Linked DNA regions of Ovis aries: region 1 is linked to region 2. A link is a contact called in public Hi-C data. All regions are on one chromosome and are shown on one strand. Each heading gives the region's core, a stretch centred on a gene start, on an enhancer-like site or on the middle of the called end of the contact. The rest is flanking DNA. Distances are from core to core; before and after follow the strand shown.

Region 1 (6,051 bases), core at 3,112-5,611, 120 kb before region 2:
TATATCCTTGTGGCTTATTTATTTTATACATTGTGGTTCCCTGATAGCTCAGTTGATAAAGAATCCACCTGCAGTGCAGGAGACCCCAGTTTGATTCCTGGGTCGGGAAGATCTGCTGGAGAAGGGATAGGCTACCCACTTCAGGATTCTTGGGCTTCCCTTGTGACTCAGCTAGTAAAGAATCTGCCTCCAATGAGGGAGGCCTGAGTTTGATCCCTGGGTTGGGAAGATCCCCTGGAGAAGGGAAAGGCTACCCACTCCCGTATTCTGGCCTGGAGAATTCCATGGACTGTATAGTTCATGAGGTCTCAAAGAGTTGGACACGACTTAGCAACTTTCACTATAGTTTTGAAACAGGAGGGAAGGGAGCAGGGCACAACTTTTAAAAGGATAACATAGCTCAAGGATACGACATAAACTGATTAAAACCAAATAGGTCCAAGGTGCTGGAAGCTCAACTTCCACTAGACCTTGAGCCTCGGTATAAGCTCATTGTAACACATCAGCATGCTACATGACACAGCTACAGGGGCCATTACAGTTCTAAGGCCAACCACAAAGGTGAAAAGTAGGCAGTGGCCCAACTCCTGGAAGCTCCTAACCCTTCCCCAAAATAGCGCAAGTATTCCTCCCACTCATTAGCCTATAAAATTACCCACCCCTGTAAAAACTGACAACCCTATATCCTGGCGCTGCTCTCATCTGAGATGGCCTACACTCTGTAGAGTGTGTTTCTCTCTAAATACTTCTCACCTATCACTTTGTCTCTCACTGAATCCTTTCTGTGATGAGACATCATGAACTTCATTAAGTCCTGAGACCAGGAGCAATCTCAGTTAAAAGACCATGAAGCCAAGTCCCAATCTGAGTTACAGTTTCAGTTTGCACCTCCTCTTCCCCTATCCCATCTTTTCTGTCCCCACTTTCCTCTCCCCACTGGAAATCACTAGAATACTAGGTCTTTTAAATTTCTTTGCCAGTGTGTGCTTCTCTGGTGTGTTGGCATTGCAGGACTAAGCCATATGAAGCCATGGATTATATCTGGGTTATGTGTATGCGTTTTGTGGTCCTTATACTGCTGAGAGTTTCACTGCACTCTAAACACAAAGCCTCATGATAGAATCAACTAGTATATTTAATTCCATTTTATAGATGGGAAAGTGAAGTTCACCCAGCCAGTTTCTTTCTGCCCTGAAGCTGCTGGCAAATAGACTGCTGCTGCTGCAGAACAAACCTTCCATCCTCGTTAGCATTACCTCCCTGGGACCTGTAGAAACACCTCCTCCGCCACACACCACCACCACCACCAGATACCTTTTTTCAGTCCCAATTTAGCAGCTGCTTCTTCACATTTCCCATCCTGCAGCTTCCCTCATGCATACACTGTGGTTTCTTGGGCAGCACAAAAATCCAAAATGTCACGCAACTGCCTCTGAACAAAGAGCCCTAGAGTCAGCTCCCAGTGACTGACAGCTTGTTTACACCAAGAGCTTCCTGGTAGAACAAAATATTCCATAATATTTGAGGCAGGCTTGGTGCTGCCTGGGGCAAGGCAAGGGGAAGGAGCAGGCCAGGAGAGCTGCTAGCTGTCTAATAGCAAAAGAATGCCAGCGGTATCACAGTAGGCGGCTGTGAGGGCAAGGCCCAGATGGGAAATGAGAACTTCCGGCCTTTGGAGGACAGCTGCTAATCCAGGTGTGATCTAGGAGCATGTCAGTTACTTGCTGTAACAGGCTGGCCTCATGGCAGCTTTATCTGCTACAGTGACATGGTTACTGTTTGCCTGCTGGCCCAGATAGCAGGTCACTGGGACTGGAGGCCCTGCAGACTCCTTTTGGAGCCTCTGGATTCCTAGAAAAGGGTGGGGGAGAGTTCAAAGGTGCCTTCTGTTTGTGTGGGCAAGGTAGATGAGGGCTGAAGGGTTTCCGGCTATAGCGATTGGCTTGGAAGCCACCCACAGAAACACGTGGATGCACGCAGGAAGGAGAGGCTAGAATGCTCCTTAGGGCCTGCAGGGAGCTTGGGGTTGGAGGTGAAGATCATTTCTTATTTTGGGGAGAGATCAGGGCTTGGGGGCTCATATGTCACTGGGAGCTTCTGAAATCCACTCTCTTTGGTAGTGGAGAAGTTGAGCTTTGGAGCCCCACAGTTGGGGGAGGAGAGGAAGCTGGCATGATGGGAACCAGGGAGGGAAGGCCATGGAAGGGTGCTCCTGTTTATCTAGCACCTGACCTGTGCCAGATACATGCTTTGCTTCAGTTCAGTTCAGTTCAGTCACTCAGTCGTGTCCGACTCTTTGCGACCCCATGAATTGTAGCATGCCAGGCCTCCCTGTCCATCACCAACTCCCGGAGTTCCCTCAGACTCATGTCCATCGAGTCCGTGATGCCATCCAGCCATCTCATCCTCTGTCGTCCCCTTTTCCTTCTGCCCCCAATCCCTCCCAGCATCAGAGTCTTTTCCAATGAGTCAACTCTTCCTATGAGGTGGCCAAAGTACTGGAGTTTCAGCTTTAGCATCATTCCTTCCAAAGAACACCCAGGGCTGATCTCCTTTAGAATAGACTGGTTGGATCTCCTTACAGTCCAAGGGACTCTCAAGAGTCTTCTCCAACACCACAGTTCAAAAGCATCAATTCTTTGGTGTTCAGCTTTCTTCACAGTCCAACGCTCACACCCATACATGACCACTGGAAAAACCATAGACTTGACTAGACGGACCTTTGTTGGCAAAGTAATGTCTCTGCTTTCTAATATGCTATCTAGGTTGGTCATAACTTTCCTTCCAAGGAGTAAGTGTCTTTTAATTTCATGGCTGCAATCACCATCTGCAGTGATTTTGGAGCCCCTCAAAATAAAGTCTGTCACTGTTTTCACTGTTTCCCCATCTATTTGCCATGAAGTGATGGGACCAGATGCCATGATCTTTGTTTTCTGAATGTTGAGCTTTAAGCCAACTTTTTCACTCTTTCACTCTCATCGAGAGACTTTTTAGCTCCTCTTCACTTTCTGCCATAAGGGTAGTGTCATCTGCATATCTGAGGTTATTGATATTTCTGCCAGCAATCTTGATTCCAGCTTGTGCTTCTTCCAGCCCAGCATTTCTCATGATGTACTCTGCATAGAAGTTAAATAAGCAGGGTGACAATATACAGCCTTGACGTACTCCTTTTCCTATTTGGAACCAGTCTGTTGTTCCATGTCCAGCTCTGTTGCTTCTTGACCTGCATACAGGTCAAGTTCAGGTTTCTCAAGAGGCAGGTCAGGTGGTCTGGTATTCCCATCTCTCGAAGAATTTTCCACAGTTTGTTGTGGTCCACACAGTCAAAGGCTTTGGCGTAGTCAATAAAGCAGAAATAGATGTTTTTCTGGAACTCTTTTGCTTTTTCGATGATCCAGTGGATGCTGGCAATTTGACCTCTGGTTCCTCTGCCTTTTCTAAAACCAGCTTGAACATCTGGAAGTTCACGGTTCATGTATTGCTGAAGCCTGGCTTGGAGAATTTTGAGCATTACTTTACTAGCGTGTGAGGTGAGTGCAGTTGTGTGGTAGTTTTAGCTCTCTTTGCTTACCATATCTCATTTCATCCTCTAAGCAGCCTTCAAGATAGGCATTGCTATCCCCATTAAAAATAATAATAACCTGAAGCTCAGAGAGAAGGAAATAAAAATCCTCCCAACTGCATACCAAGCCATGGCCTCTTAGAAGGGAAAGGAGAAAGTGTTATGAAGCTGCTCAGATAGCCTGGACCTGAGCTGGGAATGGAGAGAGGCGCAAGTAGGCTGACCATGAATCTTGTTGTTGAAGGCAGGCTCTTCTGAGAGTGAAAAGGGGCAGTAAATATGCCAGGACAATAGGCATCAAGTGGGACTGTCCTGGGAAAACTAGGATGCGTGGCCTCCCTACCACAGAGCACCCGAGGGAAGCACTGTTCAGAAGCCATGCCCTGTGAAATCACAGCTACCTTTTAGGATGTAATCCTCATAGCAATCCCTAAGGGACAGTGTATTATCCCGTTTGACAGATGAACAGACTGAGGCTCAAAAGCATCACTTCACTTTCTCAAGGTCCCACAGCTTTTAAGTGGGGAAGATCTGGCTGGCTACAAGTCCTGGTTCTTGCTGTGAGTCATGCTGCCTCCCAGGCTCAGGGCTTTGGAGGAAGACCAGAGAAAGAGACCAACTGGAGAAGCAGAGGGAAAGGGCTTGAGTCTCAGAGTGTGACAGATCACGTGACAGCCTCTGTGTGGCCTCTTCCAGGACGTCACGTGCGCAGTGGCTGAGGACGATGGGGTGCTGGGGCAGGGTGGAGGCCCCAGAGGCTTCTGCAGCCTGCCCTGATCTTCCTGCACCTCCAGGGGGCAGTGGCCAAAGCCGGAATTTCTAGGAAAAAAAAAAATCATTGTGTCGCCACATGTCTATGACTGGTGAACAGGAACACTGAGAAATTGAATGGTAGGTGTCCTGGAGTCAGGACTGTCCCCTCTGGTCCTTCGACCCCTTTTCCTTCCAGCTCAGTCCCCCTGGGGCTCCTGGAGAGACTGTGGGGGTTTGGGATGCAGGAATACTCTAGGTCAGGGACAGAAAGCCTGCAAGGTCACGTACATGTGGAGGGTTTGTGAGCCTTGGGGTTAGTTCCTGCTCTGTTTCCCAGTCAGCCTGACGTTGCAGGAACAGATCAGCAGCCATAACATAGACAACGGAGGGCCCGGTCCAAACTTCAGATGACTTTGCAGGCTCCTTAACTCATTGCATCGCAGGTGGAAGGGCAGGGAATTGGACATGCCAGTCAGAACACACCACCCGTGTGCTCTCAGACCTGGGCTGGCAGGGCTGATAAGGAAAGAGAAGTCCCTGCCCTACGGGATGACGAGTCAGCCTGGGGTACTTCCCTCAAGTACAGTAGCCTGTGGCCTCTGCAAGTTAATGTTGCATAATCAAGGGCTGATCATGTTTCTTCATTCATAAATCTCTTTAAAAAATTAATAGACTTCATTTTTTAGAGCGGTTTTAAGTTTACAGGGAAAGTGAGTGGAAAGTGCAGAGAGTTTCGATACACCTTCCTCTCCTTCATGCACAACCTCCCCATATTCATTCACTTCTCAAATTCTGTGTTCCACATACTGTCCTGGACCAAGGCCTAGCCCTATCATCAGGAACAGGGAGGGAGGAAGGGATGGAGGAAAGTAGGCCTAGGGTGCCAAGGGAGCCCAGCAGAACAGTCCACCCAGCAGGGGTGGTCTGAGCAGTGAGGAAGGACCTCAGAGGAAGTTCCCAAAGTGTTAGCCTCTCAATTGTGTCTGACTCTGCAACACCATGGACTGTGTAGCCTACCAGGCTTCTCCGTCCGTGGGATTGTCCAGGCAAGAATGCTGGAGCAGGTTGCCATGCCCTCCGCCAGGGGATCTTCTCAAACCCAGGAATTGAACCTGCATTGCAGGCAGATTCTTAACCATCTGAACCACTTGGGAAACCCAGAGGAGATTCCACCTGGGCTGAATTCTAAGGGTGTGGGCAGTAGCAAAGAGTAGGGATGGCAGGATTGGGGTGCAGTGTGTACAAAGGCCTGGGGCCAGAAGGCGCACTTGACCCAGATTCGGTAAAGCCCAAAGCTAACCGGTTTAGTCTGAGGAGGAAGGGTCCAAGTAGGCCAGAGTCGGTGGGAGGGGCTTACCAGTGTGGGTGGGGCCAGCACTGGCCTTGAAATAGTTAGAAATTTCAGGTACTGGATTATGCAATTTGTGGCTTTACATGTGTCCTGAAGATGCTTCAGGGGCTTTCACTGTTGCCTTAAGTTCCAGCCCCTTGAGAACAGGATGGGTTTTTCTGGTGGCCCGCGGCTAACCCCTGCTTCACTTCCGCCCAGATACAGCCTTGACCAGTAGTCTCACATCTCACAAGGAAGCAGAGAAAGCCCACCTGGCAAGTCAGGGGCCCGGCAGGACTTCTCGGATCATGTCAGGCTTTCTCCATTTATTCACCCCTGGTGGTAGTTCCAAGGGAAGAGGGGTACGAGGGAAAGGAAGCCTTTCCTAACAGAGCAGGCTGCCCAA
Region 2 (5,766 bases), core at 2,637-5,136:
TAAGGTGACACAGCCCAGCAGGGCACACCACAGTTTGCTTGCTTTTCACACTCCTGCCTCATATGCTTGTTGTAAGATTTAAATGAGATCACATCTATCATGTGATGTACGGCTGAGGGCCACATTCAAGGAGTGTGAACTGCTTGCCTTCTTCCCTTGCTCACCCACTGTTGCAGGGAAAAGCTCATTCTGACTCCATGTTGGAACTGTTTCATTGACTTGCTTTTCATTGCTTTTGTTATTATAATCATACATAATGGCCTGCCTCAGAGAACCCCTGACCAATAAACCAAAGTGCCTCTGTTCAGGACCCTGTACACCTGTGGATGGAAGGAAGGAAGAAATTAACACATTCCTTTTCTGAAGCTTGCCATTCTAAGAGATATTTGCAAGATTAACAGCCTTTGTTTCCTCACCTCCCCCATCTCTGATCTATAAAAGAACCTGGCATCCAGACCCCAATAAGATGGTTATTTTGAGACATTAGTCCACCATCTTTTCCATCAGCCAGCTTTTCAAATAAAGTTATATTCCCTGCCTCAGCACCTCATCCCCGATCCACTGGCCTGTCTTTCAGGGAGCAGAGCAAGCTTGCCTCAGTAACACCACCAGCACGGAGCTAGCTGTTCCTCTGCTGGGTGGAAGGAGGAGAAGCGTGAGGAAGTATAGAGGACGGAGCACCTTAAAGCAATCTGGGGGTCTCCCCGAAGGAGGCAATGTCTATAGCTAGGTCTGAAAGGATTGGGGAGCATGTTGCTGTGTGTCTCGGGGAAAGGCACAGCATTGCTCTGTCTCTCTGCTTATAGAAGGAGCTCCTGTGAGGAAGGAAGGAGATTTGTAAATAGCAGGTGTGGCCTCATTATATCGAGGGACATTGTTATCAATAACCATGTGTAGGTAACAAGCTGAGGTTCAGGAAGCTGGCCTTGCCTTCCCAGAGAGCCAGGAGGAGTAATCAGTGTCTAGGGTGGGGTGGAGGAGGAGAATCTGCCTTCGGATTCCATGCAGCTCCAGGGTGTGTGTGTGTTGGGGGTAGGGTGGGGAGGAATGTCCTCCCTTCCAGGCTTTTATATTCTACTGTGCCTCCACTCCAGTATTCCTGCCTGGAAAATCCCATGGACAGAGGAGCCTGGTAGGCTGCAGTCCATGGGGTCGCTAGGAGTTGGACACGACTGAGCGACTTCACTTTTACTTTTCACTTTCATGCATTGGAGAAGGAAATGGCAACCCACTCCAGTGTTCTTGCCTGGAGAATCCCAGGGACGGCGGAGCCTGATGGGCTGCCGTCTCTGGGGTGGCACAGAGTCGGACACGACTAAGGCGACTTAGCCGCAGCAGCAGTGCCTCCAGCCAGGAACCCTACTTAAGGGCAGTATTCTCTTCTCTGCTTTGGCTCACAATGTTCCTTCCAACGGCAATACCATTTCTCCTCTCCATGACCACAGGCTAAGAATCACACTGGGCAGTGGAAGGGAGGGGGGGATCCCAAGGCAGCCACCTTGTACTGGTTACCTTCTTTTATCCAACAAAGGCTTGATAGGCATCTCTCTACACAGGCTCTCCACAGGCTCTCCACATGACCCTTAGGGTAGAGAAGAAGAGGGCAGGGTCATGCCTTCAGGAGCTCATGGTCAGCTGACACTCTACAAACATTTTAGGGTTTACAGCAATTTCTCACACTGATTTTGTTCAACACTCACTTCAGTCTGTGAGGCAGGTTTCATGGTTCCCATTTTGCAGATAAGGAAACTGAGGTTCGGAAAGTTACAAAGGTAACATCTAAGTGATGCTGAAAAGGAATGGATAAGATGCTGATTAAGTGAAGACACTTTGTGAAGTGTCTCTGGATTAAGACAAGCCTCAGTGGGGCTGGGACTGCAGAATCTTAAGTGACCCCGTTGGGTCTCACCAGCCTTATCCTGGCCTGAGTGGGCCCCGCTCATGCTCAGAGAGATCGGAGAGAACACCTGGCCGCTGAGCATACAACTTGACAGTCCTGAGACTAGACCCTGAACGCTGAGAAAACTGCCCTCCACCCAACTCCTAACTACAGGGCAGAGACAGGGAAATGGGTGTCTTAGAGGGGAGGGCAGAGTTGGTGAGGAGCAACAGTGGGGAAGCACAGCCTGTGAGCTGAGACTGGGGCATGACCCCTGGCTGTCAGCACACAAATGCACTCTCCTGATGCCAGCCTGCTGTGTGACTTTGGGAAAGCCCCAACCTTCTCTGAGTCCCTGCTTCCCAGCTCTCTCCAGACTCAAATTCCTAAGGATCCTCCAGCTCTCGATTGAGTGGCACCCTTTCTGCAGCCCCCGGGTGGCCTTTACTTCCTCTTTCTCGCTATTGTGCCCAGCCTCTGCTGCCCAGCTCAGTGGCTCAAGCGTCATCCTTACTCTTGGAACCTGCAGTCCTAGGCCTGCTCTGCCCTCTGACTCAGGCAGGCCTGAACTTTGGGATCTAAGCAGGTGACCTGGGTGGTTGTGCCCCATGATTGGGCTTTGACCTTTGGCATGTCCACCTGGTCCCTCCCTCCTCCATGGCACACACCTGTCCCCAGTCCTAGGGCAGCCCAGGAAATGCAAGGGACCAGGTTTTTCAGAGAAGGCAGCAGCACTGCACCGAGGGGCTTTTCATCTATCATGAGATGGCCCAGAGAGGCAGTCCTTCCACCCCTCCAGCTCCTCTCTAGGTAACAGCCCAATCCCGGCTGGGAATGCTCCACCCCATCTGACCTCTCAGGCCAAACGTGCGCAGGCCTGTTTTACTGAGGGATATTTGTCCTAAAGGACAAGTGGACTCACTGAAGCGACTTGGCGAACCTCCCAGCATCCTTATACCTGGTCCACTTTGCATGCGTTAGTTGCTCAGTCGTGTACGACTCTTTACAACTCTATGGGCTACAGCCCGCCAGGCTCCTTTGTCCATGGGATTCTCCAAGCCAGAATACTGGAGTGGGTTGCCAGTTCCTTCTCCAGGGAATCTTCCTGACCCAGGGATCAAACCCAGGTCTTCACATTACCGGCAAATTCTTTATCCTCTGAGCCACCAGGGAAGCCCTGGTTCTCTTTAGGGATGGGGAAATCACCCCTTCCTCAGAAGGTATGGGGCCTAACCAGAATTGAGATAGGTTTGTAGAAATTTGCCCTCACCGGCTGCACCGAGAATGAGAGGACAGACTAAGGAGCCCTTCTCCAGCCTCCTAAGGGAGAGGGCAATGGCAACCCACTCCAGTACTCTTGCCTGGAGAATCCCATGGATGGAGGAGCCTGGTGGGGTGCAGTCCATGGGGTCAGTGAAGAGTTGGACATGACTGAGCGACTTCACTTTCATTTTCCACTTTCATGCTTTGGAGAAGGAAATGGCAACCCACTCCAGTGTTCTTGCCTGGAGAATCCCGGGGATGGAGGAGCCTAGTGGGTTGCCGTCTATGGGGTCGCAGTCGGACACGACTGAGGCGACTTAGCAGCAGCTGCAGCAGCAACATAACTGTACTAGCGAAGAGTCACATATTTAATGCCAACACTTCTAAGCCTTACGACACCACCATTATGATATAATTTAATCCTAGTTTTACCGAAATGAGGAAACTAAAGCTCACCGAGGTCAAGTGGCAGGCACAAGTTCACAGAGCTAAAAGGCGGCAATGAATGAAGGGTCTAACGGAGGCGTGTGATGGGCGCGCCGCGCGATGGCTTCGCGGAGAGCGGGGGGTACAGAGTGTGCATAGCGCCGGCGGCCCGGTCCCCGGAGGGCTGGCAGAGGCAGGTCCTCTTCACCCCGGGACTCAGGGGAGCACAAACTCCCAGAGGCCCGGCACGGCTCTGCCCCTGCTGCGCGGGCCGCCCCGCCCCCGCTCCGCCCCCAGCCCGCCCCGCCCGGGACCGCAGACGGCGCCCGGCGGCGGCGCGAACGGCAGCGAGGAGGGTGGCTCTGGGCTCGGTGCTCACCGCGACTTCCCGCGCAGGGCCCGGCCGGACCAGGACGCGCGTCCTCAGCGGCGCTGGAGGATGCGGCCCCGGTGCCGGGCAGCAGCAGCGGGAAGCCGGGTGCCCTGCAGGTAGGAGCTCGCCCACTCGGCGGGCGCGGAAACTTGGGCCGAGTTTGCGGGCGGCGCGTGGGGAAGGGGCGGGTGGCGCTGCCCCAGGGCGCCCCTACCGGCCGGTCCCGGGATGGAGCGCGCTGGGCCTGGGCCGAGGTGGCGTGGCTCCTTCTTGCCGAGGAGGGGGGCCCCCGGCGGGCGGGCTGCGGGCAGGGGTCGCGCCGCTGCCCCGACTTTCCCTGGATTTCGAGGCCCCGGGGGCCCGGTAGCGCTCTGGAGCTCGGGTGACCGATCCGGCGCGGGGCTGGCGAAGAGGAGCTAAGGCCGAGCCCCCGGGCCTCCCGCGGGGCCCGGCTCACGTGGACTGCCCGGGCGGAGATGAGGGGGCGGCGGGGGCCTGGCCTGGGGGCGGCTGGCACTGAGACGCCTTGGGGCCCTGGACGCGCCCTGCTGGGACGGGACGGCCCTGCGGTTTCCTTGCTAAGGCTTGACTCACCCTCTGGCCGCAGCCCAGGCTGGCGGGATCGCCCGGAGGCGGTGGCTGCCCGAACTCTGCTGCCTGGCCGCCCCCTACCCCAGCCCTCCCGCCAGTTTTTAGATGTCGGTGTGCGGGGCCCCGAGCGAGGGGAGAAGGCAGTTCTGGAGGGGAGTGTGTGCAGATACGGGCCAGGCACGTACTTGCAGGCGCGGGTTTGCATGGGTGGCGGCCTGTGTATCGGCCTGCTGGGGTGCACGTGCGCCCCAGCGCCGCCGGGTAGAGCATGGGGACACCCGGAAGCCGGCGGGGTCGGGTGCGGCAGCAGCCCCAAAGCCAGGTCGGTTGAGGGCCCCAGACACTGGAGTTCAGGGCGAGGCAGGTAGAGGACAGGGGCGTGGAGCGGATCCCGCCACCCTTCCCCCACCGCTAGAGCCTGGGCTGCCCCTAGATGCGGTTGTAGCGTAGGCAGGGCCCAAAACCTCAGCCGGGGGAGGTGTGAGAACACGGGAAGCGGAGCCGATTCAGCCTCTAAAAGGCGCTGGCCACAGCTGGGCAGGATCGCTCTCTTCTTCCTGGTCTTGTCCAATGTCTATCAGGAGACCCCTTAGGCGTTGGAACTGGGCCAGGGAGCTGTTTGCGCCCCCTGCTGTTTAGGGCAGGGATGGCACGGCGGCGGTGGGCTCCTCTCCTGGGCGCTGCTTGAGAATGGGGCTCCCAGCCCAGCTCCAACTTGTCAGGAAGCCGCTGGATGGCCCCAAGAGTGATGTGACCCTGCTCCCTGGAGCCCTGCCCTTCTTCAAACAATTGCTTGCCTCTTCAGGTGTGTGAGGGAAGGAGGCACCTACACTTGGGCTACCACTTAGCGTGGAGAGGGGCCTTGCCTTGAGGGGTTGTGTGCTGGGCTCTCTACCTCCTAATAGCAGGAGGTTGTGTTACCCCCATACCCTTCATAGCTCTCTGCTGGTTCCCTGGAGCCCTCATCTCTCCCCCAAGATTTGGGGGTCCCAAGTGGCCTCACTTTTATTGGATGAGTCCCAGGGGTGTCACAGGAAGTCCCCAGGGCAAAGGGCACACAATGCGCAGAGCCCAGGAGAGAATGGCTCTTGGGGGCTGGGGCTGGGTATGGAGAAGGTCCCAAGGAGTGTGTGGGGGAAGTGAGACTAGAGCCCACACTTAATTAACCCAGAGCTCCCCAAGGGCAGGGGTCTCAAACCCCACCCCCAAACCATACAACCACTTCTTGCAAAGC

Evidence for each region. Hi-C and Micro-C count contacts between places; a contact is called where the count stands out from the background.
Region 1: a contact with region 2 is called in a Hi-C map of mixed tissues, with 3 times the contacts expected there. The contact joins the enhancer-like site here to the promoter of C18H15orf39 in region 2. A contact is called at or near these places in 3 of 16 Hi-C or Micro-C datasets (blood and mixed tissues).

What each region holds. Positions count from the first base shown.
Region 1 is chr18:31,317,386-31,323,436 of ARS-UI_Ramb_v3.0, reverse strand. No RefSeq gene overlaps it. Among named protein-coding and RNA genes, the nearest start is that of PPCDC, 34 kb to the left of the region's middle. Within about 2 kb of position 4,361, at least 11 of the 54 cell types and tissues checked have an H3K27ac peak or open chromatin away from gene starts, as enhancers often do.
Region 2 is chr18:31,201,613-31,207,378 of ARS-UI_Ramb_v3.0, reverse strand. C18H15orf39 (chromosome 18 C15orf39 homolog) reads left to right here and starts at 3,886. Exons shown (of 3, transcript XM_027957169.2): 1 at 3,886-4,057. It overlaps LOC121817103 (a long non-coding RNA gene), which reads right to left and starts at 3,796. Exons shown (of 4, transcript XR_006056855.1): 1 at 3,599-3,796; 2 at 1,701-1,789; 3 at 1,513-1,582.